Regions from separate parts of the Mus musculus genome. Here all the other regions are linked to region 1. The links are chromatin contacts, called in public HiCAR-type and HiChIP or PLAC-seq maps. All regions are on one chromosome and are shown on one strand. Each heading gives the region's core, a stretch centred on a gene start, on an enhancer-like site or on the middle of the called end of the contact. The rest is flanking DNA. Distances are from core to core; before and after follow the strand shown.

What was found. HiCAR-type assays count read pairs that join an accessible place to other places. HiChIP or PLAC-seq counts read pairs in DNA pulled down with a chosen protein or histone mark.
Region 2: a contact with region 1 is called in an HNF4G HiChIP or PLAC-seq map of pancreatic cancer cells. The contact joins the promoter of Dync1i2 here to the promoter of Cdca7 in region 1. A contact is called at or near these places in 1 of 39 promoter capture datasets (liver) and 1 of 115 datasets of contacts at active chromatin or transcription factors (pancreatic cancer cells).
Region 3: an H3K4me3 HiChIP or PLAC-seq map of embryonic limb bud shows a contact between it and region 1, with 5 times the contacts expected there. The contact joins the enhancer-like site here to the promoter of Cdca7 in region 1. A contact is called at or near these places in 7 of 39 promoter capture datasets (the 3T3-L1 cell line, 3T3-L1-derived adipocytes, the C10 cell line and 3 more) and 1 of 115 datasets of contacts at active chromatin or transcription factors (embryonic limb bud).
Region 4: an H3K27ac HiChIP or PLAC-seq map of microglia shows a contact between it and region 1, with 8 times the contacts expected there. The contact joins the promoter of Wipf1 here to the promoter of Cdca7 in region 1. A contact is called at or near these places in 7 of 39 promoter capture datasets (the 3T3-L1 cell line, 3T3-L1-derived adipocytes, the C10 cell line and 3 more), 3 of 115 datasets of contacts at active chromatin or transcription factors (embryonic stem cells, large pre-B cells and microglia) and 2 of 9 other capture datasets (adipose tissue and liver).
Region 5: a HiCAR-type map of astrocytes shows a contact between it and region 1, with 2.8 times the contacts expected there. The contact joins the enhancer-like site here to the promoter of Cdca7 in region 1. A contact is called at or near these places in 2 of 39 promoter capture datasets (hippocampal neurons and pre-B cells) and 2 of 115 datasets of contacts at active chromatin or transcription factors (astrocytes and embryonic stem cells).

The regions. Positions count from the first base shown.
Region 1 is chr2:72,474,865-72,477,685 of GRCm38.p6, reverse strand. Cdca7 (cell division cycle associated 7) reads right to left here and starts at 1,467. Exons shown (of 9, transcript NM_025866.3): 1 at 1,375-1,467. The coding sequence starts at 1,395.
Region 2 is chr2:71,210,481-71,213,301 of GRCm38.p6, reverse strand. Dync1i2 (dynein cytoplasmic 1 intermediate chain 2) reads right to left here and starts at 1,356. Exons shown (of 16, transcript NM_010064.4): 1 at 1,228-1,356.
Region 3 is chr2:73,544,288-73,547,108 of GRCm38.p6, reverse strand. No RefSeq gene overlaps it. Among named protein-coding and RNA genes, the nearest start is that of Gm30940, 15 kb to the left of the region's middle. Within about 2 kb of position 1,343, at least 13 of the 459 cell types and tissues checked have an H3K27ac peak or open chromatin away from gene starts, as enhancers often do. A contact at or near this core is called in embryonic limb bud, where this site is marked.
Region 4 is chr2:73,528,043-73,530,863 of GRCm38.p6, reverse strand. Wipf1 (WAS/WASL interacting protein family, member 1) reads left to right here and starts at 1,377. Exons shown (of 8, transcript NM_153138.4): 1 at 1,377-1,537.
Region 5 is chr2:73,490,309-73,493,129 of GRCm38.p6, reverse strand. All of the region lies in intron 1 of Wipf1 (WAS/WASL interacting protein family, member 1), which reads left to right. Among named protein-coding and RNA genes, the nearest start is that of Wipf1, 38 kb to the left of the region's middle. Within about 2 kb of position 1,404, at least 44 of the 459 cell types and tissues checked have an H3K27ac peak or open chromatin away from gene starts, as enhancers often do. A contact at or near this core is called in astrocytes, where this site is marked.

The DNA of each region.
Region 1 (2,821 bases), core at 218-2,717:
TTAAAAGGGATTCAAAAGTCTGCCCAGGTTTCTGGTAGAGGAAGTCCAAGGCAATAAGGTGCAACAAAATGCAAAGAACTAAGAAATCCCCAAAACGGCACACAGCTCCTTAAATGACTTTAATTCTCTACACTCTACTAATCAATTTAACTCCATGTCAGCCTCAGGGGAGGCAGTCAATCAAAAGCCATCAGGAAAAGAGGCTAATCTTTAACAAGCCAGGACAGGCCAACGGTCAGTCATTCACCAGGCAAGTATGTCTTCGATGGAAAAGACACACAAAAAAGGAGAGCCAAAGGTCGTGCCTGGGGTGAACTTTTTTGGCAGATGTAACTCTTAATTCTGTTTACGGTGAGTGTTCTTTGACGGCAGATTTGGTACTGATGTTCGCTTAATTCTTTGCAGCGACGTTACCATCACTTAAATAAGTAAGAAAACTGAAGTGCGGAGAGGTGAAGTCGATTCCTCCAGTCAGGTGTCCAAATATGCACCAAGGCAAGCCAAACTCCAAGCCCATTTCCCCACGCGCGGAGATCCGCTATGAGACCACGACTCCGTCTACCCACTCAGACCTCGCCACAAGGGCCCCCGAACCCGATATTTATTTGAAGCACGTCACTGTCTTCCTTTCCGCCCATCCCCCCACTCTTCAACCCACTCCAGGGCAGGACATAAGTTCTGGCTTCCGTTGGAGCAAAAAGAGTTACGTTCCAGCTCGCAGCTGCAAGCCGGGAAGAAAAGGGTGGGACGGGTGGGGAGTTGGGGGACGCAGGGAAGGTTACTAAACGGTCGCGGCACACGACTTGCATCGCTGGGCCCCAAAATTGCATCTGACCACAGCCTAGGACTAAAACAATACCTCCCCCCACGTGCACAACCCAAGTTCTCAAGAAATGCTCACAAGGCCATCTACGCTAAACCCGCAGATCCAGAGTGGTTAGAAGGGGACGCAGAGCAAAAGAGGATCGATCCCAGGGCCACTAGTGCACGCGTAGGTAACAACGCACTCGCCGCCAGCGGGTCGTGCAGGGTGAGGTCCCAGAAGGTGGAAGGCTGGGATACGACCGCCAGACAGGATGGCCAGCGGCGAGTCCCAGGCCTCCGCGCGCACGTGGAGCATGAGCGCCCGTGCCGCAGGTTCCGGGAACGCTGGCAACTCCGTGCGCGCCGGCGGGCGCATCACCTTGGCCTTGAGTTATCCTGGGTGCAAAGATTATAAGAAAATCGATCTGTGATTTCCCTCAACCTGGCGACAATCAGGAGCGCGTGGGACAAGTGAGCGGAGCTAACCCGCGGAGTCGGAGGGAAGTGGCCCGGACCCGCCCGTGTCTAGCACCCACCAACCCCGCCCCGGTGCACCCGGCCGGGCCTCACCCGCGCGCGGCGAGCCTCCATGTTGGCGGCGGGTACCCAGGCACTCGGAACGGGGATAGTTCGTCGGAACACACCAGCACTCAGAGCCCGAACAACCCGAGCTCCGGGACAGAGGCGGGGCGCGCACTCCGCCGCCGGAGGGGCGGGGCCACCGGCTTTCCCGCGCCGGGACGCAGGTCCTGCCAGCTAAGATGACCTCTTTAGCGGTACCCGAAGCGTCCCAGCTCTGGAAAAAAATAGAAGCGGTTCTCGTGGTTGTAATAACCTTGAGTGTCCTCGGAAACTGCTGAATGTTCTATGAAACAGTGGCGTTGTGGGAACTCAGTGCCACTGGCTTTTTATGAAGCTGCGCGGTCCTGGGAAGTGGCGCGAAAGTGGCTGCCGAGGTCCTGAGACTGGCCGTCTGATTTGCATACAAAACGGGAGATTGTAAGGCTGGTAGAGCCTCTTACTGCGTTCACACTTTCGCTGTAGTTTAATCTCTTAAAAATGTTAAAGAACAGAACGGGGATACCACCCACAAATATCTGAGAGCATAGCACCTCTTATCTAGCAACCACACCACTATCTATATGTAGTCAATAGACCAGTTAAGTCCTGTTGCTTCAAGAAAGATTCCGGCGTGGGTTTAAAAATAGCCCTTCAGTTGAGTAAAGCCTCTCCGAAGGGTAAAAGTCTTTAGAGCTTTATCTTTCGGAGATAAAAGCTGCAGGCGATTACACTGTGGATTGTCCATTTTTCTCCAGGCAAAATTGGGAACAACCAGAGCTAGTTAGAAGATCTTTCTTTCTTTCTTTCTTTCTTTCTTTCTTTCTTTCTTTCTTTCTTTCTTTCTTTCTTTCTTATAGCCCTTCTCACTAAGACCGGCACAGGGATGAAACGAGGCTCCCCTGTTTTTAAAGAGTAAAACACAGGGGGAAAAAAAAAAACCCAAACAGCAACGACCGAAAAACCTTGGGTGCTTTTTAAAAGAGCTTTAATTATAATCATAGATTTAAAACATTTCTTGAAGTGTAAGCATTCCCCCTTATTTCAAAACTTTTCTCTTAGTATTGATGTTGCCACAGTCCTTTTCTGTGAAGAGAGCATGCGCAACACACACACACACACACACACACACACACACACACCTCTCTAGGTACTGACCATAAAGACATAAATAACCGAGGAAGACAATGGATTGGAAGGAGCTGCCCAGGGGTCACCCTCCCTCTGTGCTAGAGACAAAGAACTCCAGTCTCCAACTTAGGCATCAAGAGAAGCAGCTAATTGATTTGTTTGGCAAAATTCCTGGTAGCAGCCAGGAGTTCAACCAACACTTGTTGGATGAATAAGTATGTGGATGGAGACCTAAAATTGTCCTTAGTACAATGTTCTTGTGAATATGGTTTGTGCAAGTAGAACTGACCATGTGAGGTCACAGAACGAAGGGGGCATCCGGGCCACT
Region 2 (2,821 bases), core at 107-2,606, 1.3 Mb after region 1:
TAAGGAAACTGGGTTAATAACCTCTTGAAAAGTCTAGGAATCTCTTAGGATCACAATAAAGTTGGATTAAGGGCAAATTTGGTAAGGAGGAAAAATTCATCTATGAAAATGAAAAACATTCTTCTATGTAAATGAAAAAGGGAGAATTCTTGGTAGCGTACTTCAGAAAGACAGGACAGTGGGCAAAAACTAGTGAGCAAGTAACAGGAAATCCCTTTAATATACACTTTTTTTTCCATTTTTTATTAGGTATTTAGCTCATTTACATTTCCAATGCTATACCAAAAGTCCCCCATACCCACCCACCCCCACTCCCCTACCCACCCACTCCCCCTTTTTGGCCCTGGCGTTCCCCTGTACTGGGGCATACAATGTTTGCGTATCCAATGGGCCTCTCTTTCCAGTGATGGCCGACTAGGCCATCTTTTGATACATATGCAGCTAGAATATACACTCTTATATATACTCCCAACCAAGTCATTTGAACAAACTCGCAAAGCAAAGCTCGTGTTTCTTCACCCACTCTTTTCAGGTCTCTAAAAAGCTTCATACTGTAAGGGCTGTTGAAGAAAGTTTCCATACACATCACTCTGTATGATTTTTTTTTGTATTATGTATGATAAATAATACATATTATTTTCTGTTTAGGACCAATTGTCAACAATATACCAATACTGCCTGGAATCTAGTTTGAAGAAATACTTCTTCCTTCAACTCTAACTATTTTGTCCCGCTGAAGCACGGGCGATCAGTTAGCTCCCTCATTATCAGACAGGTCAGGGCCTCTGCTCCGTGACTGACAGGTTCATTTTCTTAAAACTCCGGAAAAAGGAAAGTGTCTAGAATGATGTTTACAATCACAGTGTTCAGAGACCTCCAACACACACGCTAGGTGCCTGGTCATTGCTACTGACCCAAGTAGTAGTGATCTTTATTAATAAAAACCAAGCAAAGCTTAAGGAATTACTTTCTCCCTAGGCTTAAGGCCAAGAGGGTGCGGTCCGGGCTGGGGTGTGTCCGAGGTCCACCAGACGGGTGCAGGACAAATCCCGAGGGTCCAGGCCGCCTGCGGAGGGTCCCGAAGGGTTGCCAAGGGCCCTGGTGGCCTCCCCAGGCCGCTTTGAGTCACCCGGGCCGGCGCTGTCAGAATATCGGCCGGGCGGCCCTACGAGCTCCAAAGCGGCCATCAGAGGCAAAAGGGACTTGAAGGAAGCGCGGCCGACCGACCTGTCAGGTGGCGGAGTGGAGATCGCTTTCTCTGGCCGGTAACTTCCCGGGAACGTCCCTCTCCAACTGTCGCCGCCGCAGATCCGCGGCGTCCCAAGCACACAAAGAGGGATGGGCGGCGGCCGCTACGGCGAGAGCCGAGGGACAAATGGCTGCGCCGAGACGCGGTCTCACACAGAATCAGAGTCTTTGCCGCCCAGCGCAGAGGGGCGGCCTCTCCGTGACTTACCTTTTGTAAAACAGAATCTCCCGGTTGAAACAGATACACCGGCCCGGGGCCCGAAGCGTTTCCGCTTTGGCAAAAGCTGGACAACCACACCTCACATCCTGGGGCGGAGCCCTCAATACCTCCAGAGAACTTCAAGTCCCGGCAACCAGGCGCCCTGCCTGGGCGAGCGAAGCTCTGTGGGAGTTGTGGTCCCACTAGAGGCAAGGAATGCTGGGATATGTAGTCAGTCTTAGCTTTCCTGTCCCCAGCACCAAGGCCATCTTTCTGCCCTTAAAATGCTAATGAGAACATTCCAGAGTTTGTATTGAAGGTGTTTTCTTCCGTGGAACAATGATTACAATGCAGCATGTGCTGCTTAAGGTCTGTGGCCCAACATTAACAAAATCTTAAGTCCTGTTTTTCCATAATGAACCTGAGAAAAGGGCATTTTAAGAAGTTTATTTATAGGCATGTGCTCGTAGATTGATTTGCAGGGGCCATGGATTATTGAGGATTCTTGTAGCATGTGACACAAGATCAAAAATAAACATATATTGGGGCTGGAGAGATGGCTCAACTGTTAAGAGCACTGGCTGCTCTTCCAGAGGTCCTGAGTTCAATTCCCAGCGACCACATTGGTGACTCACAACCATCTGTAATGAGATCTGATGCCCTCTTCTGGTGTGTCTGAAGATAGCTACAGTGTTCTTGTATAAATAAAATAAATAAATCTTTAAATAAAAATATATTAATTTAAGCAGGGCATGGTGGCGCACGCCTTTAATCCCAGCACTCCGGAGACAGTGGCAGAGGCAGGCGGATTTCTTAGTTCAAGGCCAGCCTGGTCTACAAAGTGAGTTCCAGGACAACCAGGGCTATACAGAGAAACCCTGTCTCTAAAAACAAAACAAAACAAAACAAAACAAAAAAATAATTAGCATAAAAATAATTTCTAGTATTTTATAACAGAATAGTTTCCTCCAAAAAGTGTGTTTGGTAAGAAAGCATTTTATACTATTGGATCTGGTTAGATTTTTAATATAAAGAAAATAATTGAAATAAGAATTTACCAGAAGTGCATGGGCTGATGCATGTGGCTTGAAGAATTTATTTGAATAATCTGAAGCATTATTTGCCAAGTATTAAAGCGTTATTTGCTAAATATTAAAGGTAATACCAAAGCATTACTTTCTTATCTTCTAGAAAACTGACAGGAAGAACATTGTTTAAGTTTAATATTGATCTCAAATTTGAAGCTTTAAAATTTCAAAGAGCGTTTAGTTATGCAGACTTTGTTTCCTTCTTTCCAAATAGTTTTTGTTTAGTCACTTGAAAATTGTTATGAGTAGCCATTCATCATGTACCAGGAATGGAGCTGCACACTCT
Region 3 (2,821 bases), core at 94-2,593, 1.1 Mb before region 1:
AAGCAGTAAGAAGCAGGTGCTCCTAGCAGCGCAGAGGCAGACCTGAGTTCACACCATGGTCTCAGGTCAACACACGCCCACCAATAAGGCTAAAATGAGCTTTCAACACCAGCTTGGCTGGACCCTGGTGCACACATCCTCCCTCTACACGTCGACATCCCTGTGGGCTAGGATACCCATTGCTCTGATTTTAACGGGGTGGAAACTGATACTCTGAGCAATGAGGAGGCTATCCAGGTTGCATATTGCTCCTTACTGCAGCGGGTGCTGAGCCAGGGCCCCGGGGGATGATACATTATTATCATTTAGGCACTGCAATCCTGTCATCCTGTGAAGGAAGGGTTTTATGGACCACAGCATAAACACAGGTCATAAGTGACTTGTCCAAAGTGACAAAATCAGTTACTGGCAAACATCTCAGGCGGCTTCTTCTTCTTCTTCTTCTTCTTCTTCTTCTTCTTCTTCTTCTTCTTCTTCTTCTTCTTCTCCCCGTCCTCGTCCTCCTCGTCGTCTTCCTCCTCCTCCTTCTCCTCCTCTTCCTTCTTCTAATATGGAACAGAGTTGATTTAGGACATGCAGGGGCGATTTGAGAGGGTACTAGAGACAGAGAAAGACAGAGAGGGAGACAGACAAAGAGACAGAAAGAGGAAGAGGAGGAGGAGGAGGAGGAGTGGAGGAGGTCGGCCATGAGCACGTGGCAGGGTGGGTGGGGGGAGCGGGAAATGGGGAAAAGGGAGGAAGAGGGTAAGGGAGTAAGAGCCAGAGGAGAAGAGGAGATGTCTCTGGCTTCTTTATCATTATTTTTCTCCCTTTTATTTTATGCCTATGTGTGTTTGCCTGTGTGTACATCTGTGTCCTGTATGGAGGCTGGAAGAGAGTATCAGACACCCTGGGACTGGTGTCCCTCATGGCTGTGAGCTGTCCTGTGGGTACTAGGAACTGAACCCAGGTCCTCTGTAAGAGCTCTTGACTGCTGACCACCTCTCTAGTTCTAGCATTTTTTAAAAATTCACTTTTAATTGACAAGTAAAAATTATACATATTTCTGATGTACAATATATGAATTGCCAACTTATTTAACATGTGCATGTCTGATATACTTATTAGTGTGTGTGTGTGTGCATGTTGAAACCCTTAATCCCTGTTAACACTTCTCTAATACAATATGCTGTCATTAGTGATTATCGGTGATCTCCAGGCCCTCTCCATAATTCTTCAACTTGAACTTACTTAGGAATCTTTTAAGGTACAGGCCCAGGCCCAGTGAGTATAGGCAGGGCCCACAACTGCAGTCTTAACAAGCTGCCCATATGGTGTTCATGTGTCTAGTTGGGGGATGGGCACGACAGACCATGAGGCAGATTCAGTTGCATGCCTGCCCACCAGGAAACAGGCAGCAGCAGAGGCTAGGGACCTGGCTAATAACCTTCAAAGGCCCACCCCCACTGAGTCACTACCACCCATCAAGCCCCACCCCTTCCAGGATCCACAGCCCCAAAAGCAGTGCCACCAGTTTGAGAATAGCCACTCAGAACAGAAGCCTGTGGGGCACAGTTGACATCCAACCCCTAACAAAAGGCTTGGATCTGTCTCTCATCAGTCAAAACCTATTTCATCTCTTTCCCCATTAACCACAGGGACATGAATCCCACAAGAAACTGTTTCCCAAGCTGGTAGTGCCAGTCGGATCAGAGGGAGTCCGTAACCAATCTGCTATCACTGCAGAGGCTGCCCTGCCTGGCATAGCCATCTCCTTCCCCAGAGTCTGTTCCATGCTTCCAACCCGGAAGCAGCATGCCTTCCATAAGGCCTGAAGTTTCTGCAGCCAGGGTGCATCTCCCAGTCATAGGGCACACCAGGAACAAGTCCACAACCCAACGTGAGCCTTCAGTTGAACTGTGACACTGTTGAACTATGTCAACATCTGCTGTCCCCAGCCTTCTATTTCTCAGCTCTTCCATCCTGATGCTAGGACCACCATCTCCTCATCTTCCACTGAATCTAGCTCAGACTGGTCTCAAACTTTTGATTGTCTGGCCTCAACCTCCTTGGTGCGTCACTATGTGCATGTCCTCCTATCTTTATGGCATCTGCATTCTTCTCTGTTTTTCAAGCTTGCTTTCCAGAAAGGATTCTGTGATGGTTTGCATATGCTCGGCCCAGGGAGTGGCACTATTAGAAGGTGTGGCCTTGTTGGAGTAGGTATGTCACTGTGGGCTCTAAGACCCTCATCCTAGCTGCCTGGAGGTCAGTATTCTCCTAGCAGCCTTCAGATGAAGATGTAGAACTCTCAGTTCTGCCTGTCGTGCCTGCCTGGATGCTGCCATGTTCCCACCTTGATGATAATGGACCGAACCTCTGAACCTGTAAGCCAGTCCCAATTAAATGTTGTCCTTGTAAGAGTCGCCTTGGTCATGATGTTTGTTCACAGCAGTAAAGCCCTGAGATAGGTGCTTTGTACAAGGCCTCAAGAAGTAGCAAATATGCAAATGAAGGACTCAGAAATGGAAAAACAAGACAACAACAACAAAATCCTTATACTTGAGGAACTCAGGGGGTCAGGGGGGTTGGGGTACAGATCTAGAAAGAGTTCTAGCAGAGAGGCTCTCCTCAGAAGTTGGCATATCAAGGGTGCCAAGGAGCCCAGAGGAGTCGTCGGAGATGATGTCACAGTCACTTCTGAAGGCTAGACCAGAGATAGCAATGCAAAGGGCATCCTAAGTGGAAGAGACGGCTCCAGCTGAGAACAGAGGCACAAGAAGACCGTGCCGCCACCCGGAAGCACGTCTATACTCTGGAGCACAGGATGCAAAGCTGGGGT
Region 4 (2,821 bases), core at 128-2,627, 1.1 Mb before region 1:
AACAAGAAGGAATATTTACCACACACTGCTAACCCAGGAAAAGATCCAAACTCAATGCGCCAGAACTGGAGAAAATGGTTCAGCGGTTAAGAGCACTTGCTGCTCTTAACAGAGGACACTTAGATTCCCAGCATCTACGTGGTAGCTCCCAACCGTCTGTAATTCCATTATCAGGGCATCCCACACCTTCTTATGGCCTCTGTGGCACCAGGCAAGCACATGATACAGATAGATATATTTGCAGGCAAACCACTTGTACACATTAAATAAATACATACATAAAAGGCAAATATAGCATAGACCTTAGACGAATACAGTTAACAGTGGGAGTTTGTAACCATCCTGGAATTCATGGTGAGACCTAAAAATAACAAAAACAAAACAAAAAGGAAAGAGTGCATTTAGAGACTCCTACCAAAAAAAAAAAAAAAACAAACAAACAAACAAAAAAAAAAACAAAAAAAAACGCTAATAAGAGTTTAGGAGAGGTGGCCCTGTCGCTGTCTTTCCAGGATTATCGTATCCGCCAGAAGCATGTCACAGAGACTGCACACATAGGGACAACTCAGCACAGAAAGCCTGAAGCCGAGGCATTCTAGATGCCACATTCTGAGGTGCATCTTTCAAAGCTTCCCTGCCTTTACCCAGAGAGCTACGTCGTCTCGGTAGCTTTACTATCCGGTCCAGTAGTTATACTGACCATAACTGTCTTTGTCTTTCAAATGTATATGTTCTAATGTGTCATCCCAGTGTTAACTTGCCTTTAAGGCCTGATAGTGGTGTTTTTGAGAACTGGCAAGAGCCATGTGAAAGGGCCTCGGGTTTCTCCTTATACTCGCTCGGCTCTTGATCTTTCTATGTTTGCAGAAGTCGGTGGAAAAAAAAAAAAAAAAGATTCCAAGAATCCCAACCGATAGGCACCTTACCCTGGGAAGAGCTGTGCGCTCCCAGTGGGCGGGGATTGGGGACGCGCGTGGCCCTTGGGCTTCAGTGGGGCCACTCCATCTTAGAAGCCAGTTTTTACAGTGAATGGAAACTTTTAAGTTTCTCAAAGCGGGGGGCGCCCTCTGATTCGGGAGCGGAGTGGAGATGACCGGAAAAGGCTTTCCCTGTGTTGGGGGGAGAGCACCCCACTCGGAGGCCCGGGTAGTTTCTAGGGACAGCGTCTTGGGTTGGGTATCCCTTCCAGGTCCGGCTCCTGGGCGCACGCAGGTCCGGACCCCTCGGCCTCCGCCCCGGGGAGAGCCCAGCCCAGGCTCCGGTCCCGCCGGCCTCGGAAGTCAGGGCGCGGCGAGGGCGAAGGGCGAAGGGCCAGCGGCTGCCTCGGCGTCCGCGTGTGGCGGGGGCCGTAGGGGGAGGACGCGGGCCGAGGGGGAGGGCGCACATCTCGGCGAAGTTCCCGGATGGTCGCAGCCTCCCGGCGCGGAGCGCTTTTCCTGCCCGCCCCGGCTCAGCCCTGCGGACCCAGAGAGAAGTTTCCCAGAAAAAAATGCCCCGCGCGCCGCGGGGCCGAGGAGCCGCCCGGAGCCGCTGCACGGTAAGGGAGCCGCGCCCCACCATGCAGGGCGCGTCCGGGGTGCACGGAGTTGGGGTGCAGACGGGCGGGTTGTCGGGGCCGCGTCCTCGGCGCCCAGGGGAGCGATCCCCGCTCAGGCCCGCGGTCCAGCCCGCGCGGGAGGAAGGGGCGGCGGCTGCCGGGGCTCGAGATGCCGCGATCCCCGCTGAGCGCTGCGGGGCTGCACCGACCCAGGACCGCCCGTGGACCCGATGGATCTAACCGCGGTCTCCCTGGGATGCCCGGGAACCGCATCTGCAACTCCATCTCCACCGAGGGCGGGTGACTTTGGAGTTTAGGGCTCCCAGAACTTGGCTCCAGTGCTCCCGGGCAGCCTGATCCCGGGTATGGGCGCGCTCTAGGTGCCTATGTCTGCTCCTGAAAGGGCGGCCAGCTCGGGTCAGGGCTTTGCGCCCGGGGCCTCTCCCTAAATCGTGGACCGCTTCCCTTCAGCCTTCATCTCCCGCTACTTTAGCATGCTTTTCTTTTCAAAGAAAGAACAGTGAAACTTAACTAGTGCAAGAGAAATCCAATAGGGATGACCCAGATCCTCGGTTTGTGGCTAGACTTTGAACTCAGATTAACAAAAGGTGTGTCTGTGTGGAACCTGGTTTGACTGGGTCTTGCTTAATCTCCAAGGAATATCCCCGGGCTATAGGCTCCTAACCCCTCAGGGTTTCTACAGTGAGCAGATTTGGTCTCTTTCTCTGAAAATCGCTAGTCTGTCTTGGATCTTCCTTGCCCTTCATCTCTCTGGTTCCTGAGCGGGCCTGCAGGTAGACCCACAGGGACAGCGGACACGTGTGCAGCCTGGGTAGGTTTTCTTTTAACAGCTTCCATATAATTTGAATACTGTATTTTCATTTGATAGATTTTTTTTTGCCTCCTCAAAAAATGCTTATTTCAATAATTGATAAATAACTTAAAAGTTTGTAGATCATGTTTTTGACTTCTTAAAGAGAGAAAGTCTTTCATAAACTATGGGCTCTCTGCTTCTTACAGTGCTCAGGGCACTGCCTTCTACCCTGATTACCTGCCAGTTGCGGTTCACCAGGCTGATCCTCTCAGAGGCATGGGGTGGTGTACACATATGTGTACAGATCGTACACATATCTGTGAGTGCCGGTTGCCGGCTGAAGAGAAGCTGCAGACTGGGTTTTCCAAGTGTTCTGGATCCGCTCAGCGACATCACCGTCTTCCCTGAGTAGCTTTTCTCTTTGGGAATCACATGAGCGCTTTTAGATTACGTGATGGAAAGCAAAGAGA
Region 5 (2,821 bases), core at 155-2,654, 1.0 Mb before region 1:
AATACACAATACATACACACACATGCATACACACACACACACACACACACACTGAGTAGCGTATGAACACAGGCATCATGGTTCTTAGAACTGTCCTGCCTGCTTCTGGAATCCTGTATTTACTGTGATTCTTAACCTCATCCTGGGTGACAACAGGAATTTTTTTTTATGACTAACAATTATTTTTATTCCTAATAATTACATAATTATCATTTTGAGAACACTCGTGTTTTCATAATTCACTTTTAAAATAGGGACTTTCTAAATATTATTTTATCTTTCAGGGTTTTTTTCTTTTATTGAAAATAGTTTTGTTTTTTTTTTTCACGTGTATATATATATATATATATATATATATATATATATACACATACATACATATACATATACATATATATCTCCTGATTATGGTTCTCCCTTCCTCTGCTCCTCCTAGCTCCTCCCCACCTCCCTCCCATCAGGATCCACCCCCTTTCTGTCTCTCATTAGCAAATACACAGGCTTCTATGGGATAATGATAAAATAGGAATAAAAAAATCTACACATTGGGATAGAACAAAATAGAAAAAAAAAAGAAAGAAAGAAAGAAAAAAAGCCCAAGGAAGACACAAGAAAAAGAGACACACATTCTCATTCTCGGGAATTCCATAATACTGTGATGCTATGTATGCAAAAGACCTGTAAGGTAAAAAAGAGAGAATAAAAAAATACATATATAAAAAAAAAACAAAAAGAAAAAGACAAGGAAAAAAGCCTGACCCAACATTGTGAGGCAGTGACCCAACAAAGACTCCCTTGAGCTTGCTTTCTGTTGGCATTTACTCCTGGGCATGCCCTACCCTGAGGAACAGTTTGTGTCCCCAGTGAGACTCCTTTGGAGAACACTAAATTCTAATTTTCAATTTGCTAGTCATTATCATTTGGAGCTAGTATCTGGGTTAGGGATGGGGCATGTGTCCTTCATCCTCTCAGCTCTAGGGCCCCCCCTGGAGGAGACCTGTGTAGCAGCATGGCTTTTCTGTGTCCCTAGCCATTCTTTTTATGAACAAAGAAACTCCTCATTTCCCTTCTATCTTGATTAGCCATAAAGATGAACAAACAGCTTGGTTATTTGCAATCCAGTTCCGTAAGGTTGAAAGAAGCCAACTTGGTGTATGGCGTCAGGCCCTGTGGCATGCCAGATAGTGAGCCAGCTAGGGAGGGAGGGAGGGCTCTGACTTTGGGAGCAGATGGTCCAAAGCCTGATAATTCCAGCTTCCATTACATTGCAACCACACAAACAACGTTCCACTGTGTGGGGCACCATCAGGAGAACTTTGTCAACCTTTCAACTTCCCTTTAACTGCTCCAAGGGCTCACAGATTCCGTGCATGTAGTCTTTTCGAATGAGTGGGAAGGGGAAAGCCTTTACATGATGTAATGCCCCAAAAATCCCCCCACAGTTTCTGAGGGAAGCAGTTGCTCTCTGTCTGTCTGGACAAGCTGACTTCAGTGGGACGCTTTTTCCTAGACAACCCAGGGCAATGTGCATGGACGGACTCTGGCTCTCCTCTCTCGGAGCCTGAACAGCAAGAGGACTGTTTGCACGTGCACAGGAAGTGACACTGGATGCTGTCAGAAGCTTTGGTATCAAATCCTAGGTCCACCACTTATTTACTGGTTTGGGGGAAATCCCTTTAATTCTTGAAAGGTGGCTCTCTCCATTTGGGACGATAAACCTGAATAATTAAAATTGATCTACTTATGCTTAAACAAAAGCACTGTTATCTAGCAGTCTATCGATTCTTGGCAGTCCTACCTAACCAGTTTCTGAGCAGTAAATCGGAGTTCCTGGAAGTTATTTCGATTGTTCCTAGATCTCTATCCCTCTTCCTTCTTTACTGTCGCTCCAGTCTGTGAAAAATTAAGTATGGAATTTAAATGTTACTCAAATGCATACATTGTAAATGTAAAATGTGCACACACACACACACACACATACACACACTGCTGTACAACCAACACATGCATTTTGTGGCCAGAATTCCTTCCTCCCACCCCTAGTCATACCAATGTTTAAAAGATTGACAACTACTTCATTTTCAGAAATGAGAAGTTTACAGGGTCCAAGTCCTCTGACTTCTTAGCTGTCCATTAGGAAAGTCAGACTTCTGGCTGCTTTTCTCAGTTGAATTCCTTAGCTCTTTAGAGGATGTGTTAGCATTCCTGTGATCCTGCCTCATTCTAGAGCAGATACCTTAGCTGGTCACTCTAGTAATGAGGCGTGAGGTAGTCAGAAACACCTTGGGCAACTTCTCTCCTGTAGATCCTGTAGCAGGTTGTCCTAGTGTCTGTGGGCCTCAGAGCCTAAAGTTTGACATTCCCCCCCCCCCCCCCCAGGATGGTCTTGGCTGTGTCCCAGCTTTGGTTTCCTGGATGCCTCTACTCCACACTATTGGTTAGAACTATAGTTTACCCTCCATACAGGAAGGGAGGAAGTCAGTGGGGAGCTTGCAGTCTGCCCTCTGCCCTCTGATAGCATTTCTAGAGCCTGGTGTAGTGGCACTCCAGTCTTCAGAAAGCTGAGACCGGAGGATTGCAAATTTGAGCCCAGTCTGGGCTTCATAGCAAGACTCTATCCTATCCCTCATATACCTCCAAAGAGAACAGTTTCAAGTGCTCTGTAATGTCACCCTTAGCTCTGCCATTATTGTTACTAACATGAAGCTATATTTCCTGTAAACGGCGACTTTACCGCTACCAGGGTCCTGCTGACAGTGCTCTATCACTGACTCAGAAAGGCCACTTGCATTTAATATCTAGAGAAATGTATAGGTAGGAT